Linked DNA regions of Mus musculus: region 2 is linked to region 1. Evidence: chromatin contacts called from public promoter capture Hi-C data. All regions are on one chromosome and are shown on one strand. Each heading gives the region's core, a stretch centred on a gene start, on an enhancer-like site or on the middle of the called end of the contact. The rest is flanking DNA. Distances are from core to core; before and after follow the strand shown. Region 1 holds the start of Fkbp10 (FK506 binding protein 10). Region 2 overlaps Zfp385c (zinc finger protein 385C).

What was found. Promoter capture Hi-C pulls out the DNA fragments that hold promoters and counts their contacts.
Region 2: a promoter capture Hi-C map of the HPC-7 cell line shows a contact between it and region 1. The contact joins the enhancer-like site here to the promoter of Fkbp10 in region 1. A contact is called at or near these places in 8 of 39 promoter capture datasets (the C10 cell line, the HPC-7 cell line, embryonic stem cells and 2 more), 2 of 484 Hi-C or Micro-C datasets (both in embryonic stem cells) and 3 of 9 other capture datasets (adipose tissue, liver and pancreatic islet).

What each region holds. Positions count from the first base shown.
Region 1 is chr11:100,412,411-100,417,825 of GRCm38.p6, reverse strand. Fkbp10 (FK506 binding protein 10) reads right to left here and starts at 2,132. Exons shown (of 10, transcript NM_010221.2): 1 at 1,801-2,132. The coding sequence starts at 2,042. It overlaps P3h4 (prolyl 3-hydroxylase family member 4 (non-enzymatic)), which reads left to right and starts at 3,110. Exons shown (of 8, transcript NM_176830.3): 1 at 3,110-3,649; 2 at 3,747-3,899; 3 at 4,046-4,217; 4 at 4,997-5,125. The coding sequence starts at 3,170.
Region 2 is chr11:100,653,930-100,659,352 of GRCm38.p6, reverse strand. Zfp385c (zinc finger protein 385C) reads left to right here. Exons shown (of 9, transcript NM_001373887.1): 2 at 1,727-1,978. The coding sequence starts at 1,729. Among named protein-coding and RNA genes, the nearest start is that of Gm38483, 17 kb to the left of the region's middle. Within about 2 kb of position 2,587, at least 15 of the 459 cell types and tissues checked have an H3K27ac peak or open chromatin away from gene starts, as enhancers often do. A contact at or near this core is called in the HPC-7 cell line, where this site is marked.

The DNA.
Region 1 (5,415 bases), core at 883-3,382:
GATTAAAGGCGTGCACCACCACCACCCGGCCCACACCTTTAATCTTAGCTTGGGAGACAGGTATGCCAATCTCTGTAAACTGGGACCAGCCTGTTCTACATAGTGATTCTCAGGGCAGCCAGGGCATCCTGTCTCAAATAGGGAGGCTGGAGGATGTCTCAGAGTTTAGAGCACTTGTCACACTTGGCAGAATATGTGAGTTCAAGTCACAGCACCAACATGGTGGCTCACAGCCATCCAGCCCTCTTCTGACTTCCTCCAACATGAGGCATGCCCCCAGTATGCATACCTACATTTAGGCAAAAGATTCATAGACATAAGATAAATCTCTTCCAAAGGCTACTTACTGGGCTGTGCTCCCAGCTCTCTTCCTCATCTGCCCACAGGGCAGGCTTTATGTCTGGTCTATTTCCTTTACAGCGCTATATAAAAGCCAATGGTACTGGATGGTGGTGGTGCACACCTTTAATCCCAGCACTTGGGGGCAGAGGCAAGTGGATCTTCGTGAGTTCAAGGTCAGCATGAGTTTCCTAACAGTCAGGGCTACACAGAGAAACCTTGTCATGATCCACTCCTCCACCCCCTTAACAAAACAAAACAAAAAACCAATGCTGAGCACAAAGTTTCTATGAGTTAAACACCATCAGACTTATGGTTGTGCCAGAGTCTACGCCAATTATGTCCTGAACCCACTGGAGGCCTGGAGGTCCTGTGGAAGTCACTGTCATTCATTGTCACCATTCAAACCTGAGGATGTAGGTAGTGTTCCCATCCCATGTTTCAGACAAGGGAAGTTAAGACTCCTCCTCTGTCACAGCCCGAATTTAAACCCAGGGCCTTACAAATATGGAGATGGCATTCTTATCCACTGTACCAAAAAATCTCCCTCCAGAGTCATGACCACTAATTGCCTGTGGGCTGAACTGTCTATTTCAGAGAGGAGACCGAAAGGCAACTTGTCTTTGTGGTGTAGAGTTTCAAGTGTGATAGGGCCTGAAGTATACCTTGTAGCCTGGAAAGAGGCTGCCACACAGCTCTGATCTGCCCCCCAAAACCAACGGGTATCTGTCTGGCCGACCAAGGTCCTGGATCAGAATGGAAGATGCTGGTCCCGTCAAGCCAAGGCTGGCATTGGAGCGTGGTGTTGGCTGCTAAAGCTAAGATGGAGGAACTGAGTTCCCAGAGGCTTGGAGAAGGAGGCACTAAGAGTCCCCAGGATGGCATGTCAGACTTTGTGACACGTGGACAGTTTGGTCACGGCACCAGCTATGGTCTACCCCCAAATTATAATGCCCACTCTGCTTAAGACCCTCCCTAGCTGCTCTAGGGCCCTACACCCTCAAGGAAATGTTATTTCTCCAGTCTCCAACCACAAAGGCATAGAAAACTGGAGAGAGAAATAGACAGGGAGCCAGAGTGTGTGCAAAGGGAGGCGGCACCAGGCAGACCATCCATCCACTCACTTCAGGGTTTACGTGTAGTAGGCACAGTCTCTTTGCCCTCTAAGATTGCGTGCCAGGGTACCATTTGTGTTTAAGTTATGGTAAGTATATGTGGCGCTTCACCTGAGCATCAAATATTCCAGGGGGCTAGGAGGGGGTCGTGGGCGGGGGCGGGAATATTTTAGGAATTGAAAATTTGGTATTGAAGATAGGAGGCATCCTTTGAGGTGCTCTCCCCAGGATGCTGTTTGTGGCAAAGGATTATGAAAGCACTACAGGAATGCAAACCTTAGAAGGGGCAACATTCTCTGGAAGCTCAGGAAAGTGGTGCTGAGTCCGGGAGTGCCCAAGCTCTTACCTGGAGTCAAACTTTTTCCCGTCTTCGAAAGTGCCATTGTAGTGGTAACGCACAAAATCCCCCATCTGCACTTCTCGGGGACAGGCCCGAGGGATGTGGTATCTCTCGATGACCACATCTTCCAAGGGGGCTCCGGCCGGGCTGGCACGGCCCAGTCCCCTCTCCAAGGTCTGTAGAAGCAACAGCAACGGCAGTATGCGGAGCCGATGGAGGGTGTGGCTGGAGGACCCCACAAGGAACATGGTGCCCAGACCAGGGACGCCGGCAGTGAGAGCGGACGCCAGCCGCTAGCCTCCTTCCCCCTCCTCTCAGAGCTGACTCCCCCCCTTCCTGTCCTCTCTCCCCACCCCGCCCTGGCGGGTCCACGTGGAATGGGGGCTGGGGAGAATGAGCTGGCCGGGCAGGGTGATGTTTTATGGTGAACTAGGAGGTGGGGGCCAGGTTGAGAGTCTCTGGAGTCCAAGGAATTTGCCACAAAGATCTCTGAGTCTCCCTCCCCCAAAACTCCATCCGGGACTGAGACCCGGGGCCTGGCCCAGAGGGAGGTTCGGGAAAGATGAGAAGTTGGAGTGGACTTCCAAAATGAAAAAGTTTTTTCCAGAGTCTCTGGGTCCTAAAGCCTGTTGGAGGAATCTCTAGCTTTCCCTGGCACCCCAAATCTAGGCCCCTTCTGGTGCAGGTGAGGCTGTAATCTGAGGGCTATTTCAGTTCTACACACACACACACACACACACACACACACACACACACCCGCCCCAACTCTCCTCCCGCGAAAGGTTAGAGGAAAGGGGGGTTAGGGAGAATGTTCTCTAGGTGAAAGGTTGTTTTGTCCTGCAAAAGCCTGGCTGCACTGAAGACACAGGAATCTTGCTCCGGCGGGAGGCTGATGGTGTCAGTGCTAGGTGTGCGGGGTAACAAGAGGTGTGTACGCCTCGACGTCAGCGCGGGTGTTTACCGGGCCACCTAGGGGGAGCAGAGGAGACTCGAGGAGAAAAAGACCAGATTATGTGACTTCGTCCACTTTGCCTACGCAAAGGACAGAGGTGGCACTTAAGGGGGGGGGGGGGGACGACACTGCTGTGGGGAGGGGCTTTCTGGGCGTGAAACGTAGCCCCACCCACCCGTGTCTGCCAGGGAGGGCCAGTGGTGGTGTAAGCATTGCTAGTGGTCGAGGGCCAGCCCACGTAGTGGACTCGAGCGTCAACTGACGGTCCTAGAGAGGCATTCCAGCCTCCCGGCTCTAGCCTAGGGCCCGGCGCTAAGACCCAGCAGGAGCTCCGGGGGTTGGGGGTGGGCTGGGCTGGAGCCCGAGCTGGCTGGAGCCCGACGGTCGCCGGCTGCTCCGTAAGCCTCCGGGCGCGGTGCGGGCATGGCTCGCGGGGCGTGGGGGCTGCTGTGGCTGCTGCTGGGCAGCGCCGGGGCCCAGTACGAGAAATACAGCTTCCGAGGATTCCCTCCGGAGGACCTGATGCCACTGGCCACGGCCTACGGCCACGCTCTGGAGCAATACGAAGGCGAAAGCTGGCGCGAGAGCGCGCGCTACCTGGAGGCGGCGCTGCGGCTGCACCGGCTGCTGCGCGACAGCGAGGCCTTCTGCCACGCCAACTGTAGTGGCCCCGCCACCTCTCAGCCTCGGCCCGCGTCCGGCCCGGACGGCGACCACGACGGCGATGGCGAGGACTGGGCTCGCGAGCTGCGGCTCTTCGGTCACGTCCTGGAGCGCGCCGCCTGCCTGCGGCGCTGCAAGAAGACGCTGCCCGCCTTTCAAGTCCCTTACCCACCGCGGCAGCTGCTGCGCGACTTCCAGAGCCGCCTGCCCTATCAGTACCTGCACTACGCGCACTTCAAGGTGGGCGCGGCCGGGGCCGCCGTCGAGTTTCCCTAGAACGTGAGGCCCGCGGTGCGTCCGAGGCCCCCACTGACCCACTCCCCACGCTCCTCACCAGGCGAACCGACTGGAGAAGGCGGTGGCTGCGGCCTACACCTTCCTCCAGAGGAACCCCAAGCACGAGCTGACCGCCAAGTATCTCAACTACTACAGGGGGATGCTGGATATTGGAGATGAGTCCCTCACCGACCTGGAGGCCCAGCCCTACGAGGTGTGGAGAGAGTGGGAGGGATGGCTAGCCTTGGTACACCTTCCTACAACCTCTTCACCCAACACACACACACACACACACACACACACACACACCTTATGAGCCTTCGGGGTCTTCTTGACTACCCCCGCCATGCACCTCTCCAGGCTGTGTTCCTCCGGGCTGTGAAACTTTACAACAGCGGGGACTTTCGCAGCAGCACAGAAGACATGGAGCGGGCCCTGGCTGAATATATGACGGTCTTTGCTCGGTGTCTAGCTGGCTGTGAGGGGGCCCACGAGCAGGTAGACTTCAAGGACTTCTACCCAGCGATAGCAGGTATATACCATTCAGACCACTGTGAGGTATCCCTCACCCACAGTGCCCTGGCTTCCCAGGCCTTCTAAGGCCTCTTAATGCGTGGCTATGTCCGGTGACCGCATTCAACAGGTCTAGCAAAGTGCTCCAAAGCTACACACGAGTCAGGCCTTTTCTGTCTCCAGTCTGATGAGAGAAATGCTGGTATACATAGCAAATTCTGGGTCAGCTATATAGAGAAATAGATTGCCTCAAAAAACAAAAGAACAGGGCACGGTGGCACAGGCCTTTAATCCCAGCACTCAGGAGGCAGAAGTAGACTGATCTCTGTGAGTCCAATGCCAGCCTGGTCTACAGAGTGAGTTCCTGGGCAACTGAAGCTTTATAGACCTTGTCTCGAACAACAACGGAGATGAGGAATTGACTCCAGGCAGGTGTGTGCAGAAAGCAGGGCTGGGTGGAGGAACCACAGCTAGTCTTTGGATCCGTGACCACAAGGCCCTTCAAGGGAGGTAGCGGTGAGGCAGAAAGAACTATTATCAGGACCCCTATTCTCCCAGAACACACACTCTCTCTCTCTCTCTGTCTCTCTCTCTCTCTCTCATGTCAGACAGGGATTCGGTTACGGGGCAGTAGGAAACAAGTGCTTCTTTGCCTGCACAATATACTGTGTGACAAGCATTTCATACATGTTAACCCAGGAACTCTGGACAAGGAAAGCAGGCTCCATAGCAGATCTTGGTCTCCACCAGGGATCAGGGTTAGCACACATCGCTTCCTAACGGCTGCATCCTTCCTAGATCTCTTCGCAGAATCCCTGCAGTGCAAGGTGGACTGTGAGACCAATCTCACCCCCAACGTAGGTGGCTTCTTTGTGGACAAGTTTGTGGCCACCATGTATCACTACCTGCAGTTTGCCTACTACAAACGTGAGCTTCCGGGATGGGCTGGGTAAAGGGGTGACACTAGTGGGTAGGAGAGGACAGTACACGGCGGGGGTGGGGGGATGGCTCCCAGAAGCATGAAAATGTGCCTCTCAGATGAAAGACTCCGGAGAAGGGGAGGAGAGGCTAAGGGTGGTGGCGACATGGGAAGGAACCCAGGCAGGTGAGAGGCCTCAAGAAAGAGTCAGAGGCCCCTCTCGGTAGACTAGGTCGGCGACACTGCTCAGCACTGCCCCACTAGCATCATGCCAAGGACATTCCTAGACCCATTCTTC
Region 2 (5,423 bases), core at 1,338-3,837, 240 kb before region 1:
TAAGTACACTGTAGCTGTCTTCAGACACACCTGAAGAGAGTGTCAGATCTCATTACGGATGGTTGTGAGCCACCATGTGGTTGCTGGGATTTGAACTCAGGACCTTCACAAGAGCAATCAGTGCTCTTAACCGCTGAGCCATCTCTCCAGCCCCCTTCTAGTCTTTTTTTTTTTAAATTACTTATTCTTATTTTATGTACATTGCTGATTTGACTGCATGCATGTCTGTGTGAGGGTGTCAGATCCCCTGGGACAGGAGTTACAGACAGTTGTGAGCTGCCATGTGGTTCCTGGGAATTGAACTCAGGACCTCTGGAAGAGCAGACAGTGCTCTTAACCACTGAGCCATCCCTCTAGCCTCTCTACATTTTTTTTTTTTTAATTAAAGACAACATTTAGCCATGTAGCCCAGGCTAGCTTCCAGCTCCTGATCCTCCTGCTTAAACCTCCATTAAAGCTGGGATAACAGGTGTGTGTTATAGCCTGGCTCAGGGGTGATTTCTTCTGAAATAGCCTTGGGCAAATCCTTTGTCTTATAAAGGAAGACAGCATTTGGGTTTGCAGCCTACTACTACGCTGTCATTTTAACTTAGTTGCCTCTTTAAAGGTCATTTATCCAAATACAGTCACATTGTGGAATACTTAAGGGTTAGGGCTTCAACATGAATGGAACAGGGTCACACGGTTCATCTGTAAGTAGAGAGATGGGCTCTCAGTCATGCTCCCCCCAAATCTTGGGGTTGTTCAGGGAAGCAGGCATTGCCCTCAGGAAGTAAAGTGAGCCAGGAAACACAAACGTGCAGGCACAGGCACACATGTGCATACATGTGTGAATGTGCACATGTACACACATGCACACATGGGCACACATGCATTTGCACACAGGGACAATCACATATATACATACACATATATTGTACACATTCGCTCTCTCTCTCACACACATGCAGGAACATGTGTGAGTGCTCACTTGAGGACACCACACACACACACACACACACACACACACCAGGAAGGAAATGATTACAAGTTCTGTCTGAGAGAGATTTAGCAGCCAACTCCAGAGGAGAAACAGAAGCAGAAATGTGAGAGAAAGTGCCAGAGAAATGGGGGTGGGGGGGTAATCCTCAAAGGGGACAATTGCCTGTAAGAAGGACATGAGTGTCTAGGTTGGGGCAATGTGTGAATGCTGTGTTCAGCAGACCCAGGTCTCCACCAAGCTGCCAGCTGTGGCCTGGGCTCATGTGACCAAGACAGGGCCATCTCAAGCCATGTGGGATGGGTTTGGGATGGCTTTGTAGGCTGTCTTTATTGGTGAGTGTCACCCTGCTGGGTATGGGGCACAGGATGGTTGGGTTTCTGGCCAGAGGGCTGTTGTGTCTCCAGGAAGCGCCACAGGCCTGTCAGTCACAGTATTGTCAGCTCCTGCCTGGAGGCTTCAGAACAGGACTCAGCTTTCCAAAGTGCGACTCCACTGGCCTGCTGCTGTGTTTCTCCAGTGTTACCTTGTCTCCAAGATCCCATCTCGGTCTTTGAGATTTGCTTTCAGGCCCTGGGACCCTGTGTCCAACCGGCTCCCCATGCGCAGCCATTTCTGACACTCTTCCTAGGGATCCCGTACTTCAGTGGTACTCTGCCTGCCCATCGTGTTTTCTCTTGACATTTTGGCTGAGGGGTGTATTCCGGAGCCACTGTGTTATATCTGTCTCCCTCTCTATCTCCTCAGGTATGAAGCGGCCACTGAGCCCACCCCCCTCAGGTGAGAAGGAGCCCCCTACAACTGCAGCATCTGAGTGCCCCCCTCACTCTCCAGAATCATCGAAGCCTAAGCGGGAAAGGAAACGACCCTCCTACACGCTCTGCGATGTCTGCAACATCCAGCTGAACTCTGCAGCCCAGGCCCAGGTGCATTGTGGGGGACGCGCCCACCAGCGAAGGCTTCGGCAGCTCAGCCTGGGCAAGACCTCCACGGGGCCAGGTCAGTGTGGAGTGGCGCTGAGCTTAGGTCCCCTCCTATAAACTGGCTTTGGGTCCCTTTAAGGGACCTTGGGTCTGTGGCTTCCCTCTGTGGTGCTGTCAGGTTTTATTTTAAAACCTGGTAATGGAGCCGGGCTGTGGTGGCGCACGCCAGCGCTTGGGAGGCAGAGGCAGTCTGAGTTCGAGGCCAGCCTGGTCTACAAGAGTGAGTTCTAGGACAGCCGGGGCTACACAGAGAAACCCTGTCTTGAAAAAAAAAACAAAAACAAAAACAAAAAACAAAACAAACAAACAAACAAAAAAAAACCCAAACCTGGAAATGTAGCGCGGTGGTATGGCGCTTGCCTGGCATGTCCTCTGGATTCCACAAAACCAAAGGAGGTTTGTTTTGCTTCTGACAAGCTTTCCATGGGATCCCTTGGGTTTTGAGAGTCTCGAGGTCTCCTCTGGAGGTCTCTTCAATTCTAGGCGCTCTCCCTGTGGAAGTGTTTGAGATTAGGACATTTATAACGTTGCTCCAGCCTGCAGCGTGTTCCATACTCCTGCTTCTCTGGCCGGGAGTCAGACAGTTTTCATAGCACTCCAACTGAGAACAACAGGAGGTCCCTCTTCCTGTGGCAGCTGGACTCTCTGCCAGGATTTCTGCCTCTCCCTGCCTGGGGTGACTTTGCATGGAGGAGGGTAGGGGCTGGGGGTGGGGTGGGGGGAAGATTGGCTCCCAGCGCTGTAGGGGCATCTGGCTACAGTGCAGTTTCTGGGGGAAATGGGTGACTGCTTCTGTGAAGATGATGCCTGTTGACAGACACGTGGGGGTCACGCGCTGCAGGCTGGCAAGGAAGGCTGAGCCACAAAAGCCTAGGAGGGAGAGGCAGGAGGCATCAGTACCCCAGATCTTGGGGGTGGTTCAAGAAACCCACCTTGCAGCCCGGCAGGGTAGTTTTGCCAGAGGCTGCCCTGAATCTTGAGAGTGCCTAATCTTTGGATGACATTTCTATAGTGCCCCCAGAGCATGGTGGAAGTTGAGACATACCCTCAGGGACACAAAGGCCTCGGAGAGAGAGTAATGGTCACAGGACAGGTGAGGGGCATTTCAGGCTGAGGTCATGTCCCTAGCAAATGACAGGAAGACTCTTTTATCAGCATTAACTCCTTCGAGGAGGCACTTAGAGCTGGATTTCCAAGACTGTGACTGAGTAAATTTTATGGATTACTGTTTCTGGAGCACGTAGGATGGGGAGGTGTGTGTGGGATGGGTTAAAAAGTCTTCCATTTCAACTGGGTGGGTGGTGTATTCTTGTAATCTGGAGGCTGAGGCAGGGTGACTGTAAATTTAAGGCCAGCTTGGTTTACATAGCAAGGTTTTTTTTTTTTTAAAAGTCATACATTTATTCATCAAATATTATATATATCATATATATTAAATATAATTTTTTAATCTATGAGGTTCAAGCTGCTGTTCAGGTGGCTCACATTTTAAAAAAAGATTTATTTATTTATTTATTTATTTATTTATTTATTTATTTTATGCATATGAGTACAACACCATTGTTCTCTTCAGACCCACCAGAAGAGGGCACCAGACCCCATTACAGAAGGTTATGAGCCACCACGTGGTTGCTGGGAATTGAACTCAGGATCTCTGGAAGAACAGTCTGCATAGCCATCATCTTTCCATCCCTGGTGGCGGGGGAGGGGCAGGGGAAGGGGGCTCACATTTTTTTTTTTTTTTTTTTTTTTTTTGGTTTTTCGAGACAGGGTTTCTCTGTGTACCCCTGGCTATCCTGGAACTCACTTTGTAGACCAGGCTGGCCTCGAACTCAGAAATCCACCTGCCTCTGCCTCCCAAGTGCTGGGATTAAAGGCATGCGCCACCACGCCCAGCGGGGGCTCACATTTTTAAGGCTTTCAAATATGCTTCCCCCCCCTCAAAAAAAAGCTATCTAAGTAACTCTATGTAAAGATACGCTTATTCTCAGGTAATGAAAGCGAAAGGAACGCCAAGAACCCAGAAGACAGCTGAGGATCTCAAATTCAAGGCCAGCCTGGGCTCTGGAGAGGGTTCAAACACAACCTGGGCAACTTAGTGAGTCCTGTCTCCATAACAAATGTAACAAAGATTAGGGATATGGATCAGAGGTAGAGCTCTTGCCCAGCATGCCTGAGACACCCCAAGTTCAATCCCTAGTACCAGAGGGAAAGAGTATGGGGTGGGGGAGAAGATATCAGAAGAGGGGACAGTGAGTGAGCCGATAGAAGAACCCAGAGACGCTCAAGAACTGTGACACTGACGTTGGATCCCAGAGGAGTAAGGGTCTCATGGGCAGAGTCATAGCTAGAGCTTGGTACAGGGACCAAAAGCTCTCAGCCTCCCGGGCAGTGGCCAGTGGAGCCTTGTGTAGGGTATGGGCTGGACTTGGTTGAGTTAAGCTGGTATCCCCTACAGGGCAGGGGCCTTCCTACCAGGTGAGCCTTGGCCTTTGAGTCTCACAGTAGCATTGTGGGCAGGAGTATGTGCTATTTCATATGTCCCCAGCAGAGGACAAAGGTGAAATTTAGGAATAGGTAGTTAAGAGAGTGGGTAGGAAATCAGTTTCTGGAGGCCTTTGTGTAGCGGAACCAAGGGAGAGAGAGGAGGCATGGATGACTTCAGCTAGGCAGGCTCTTGGAGAGATGGGGGAGGGGGCGGGGAGGAGAAAGGTAGGGTGGTTCAGTTGTTAGAGAGAGAGGTGCCAAAATGGGAAGAGGGTCAGTGTTGGTGGGGTTGGTTTGGGAGGTCACCACATTCGGAGTCACCAGGAAATGTGATGCCTAGCACTCCCCTCTAGATTGTTAAACATTAGGTCAATTAAGTCACTATGTATCCAGGGTGTGTCTAGGAATCAGAGGCCTTAGGCAGGCCCAGTGCAAGCCCAATGTAAGATGCTGAGACACCCTCAGAGGCATGCTTGGTGTCTGCTCCTGGGCACTTGCAGCTGGGCAGGGGAGGCAGATACAGAGCCAGACCTTCCCATTGGCCACATCGAGAGGTATGAGCAGCGTCTCACCATCCCATAATAGGTGGGAAAGGGTGACTGCTGTGCTTAAGACCCGAACACAAAGCCACAGATTTCCAGTAGCTGTGTGGTTCAGAAGCACCAGGAGGAGGAGCTGCCATCTTCACTGCTCTGGTTAATTCTGGGCCTTCACCGGGCCCTGGGCCTCTTCTGGATAGAGAGATGCTAGCTAGCAGCCGCCCGTGGTAGATGTCAGTTGGGCTTTGAGTCCTGCTAAAAACTGGTTCCAGGCTGTTGTAAGATTGGGCTGGGGCCACTGGAGCACCCTAGGGAGGTGGAGAGATCCTCATCTAGTTCAGGGAAGTTTGGAGTTTTTTGGGGGGGTGTGCGTGCCAGGGACCCTCAACCAGCTGCATAATTCCTTGGCACTTGAGGTCTGAGATGCCACACCAC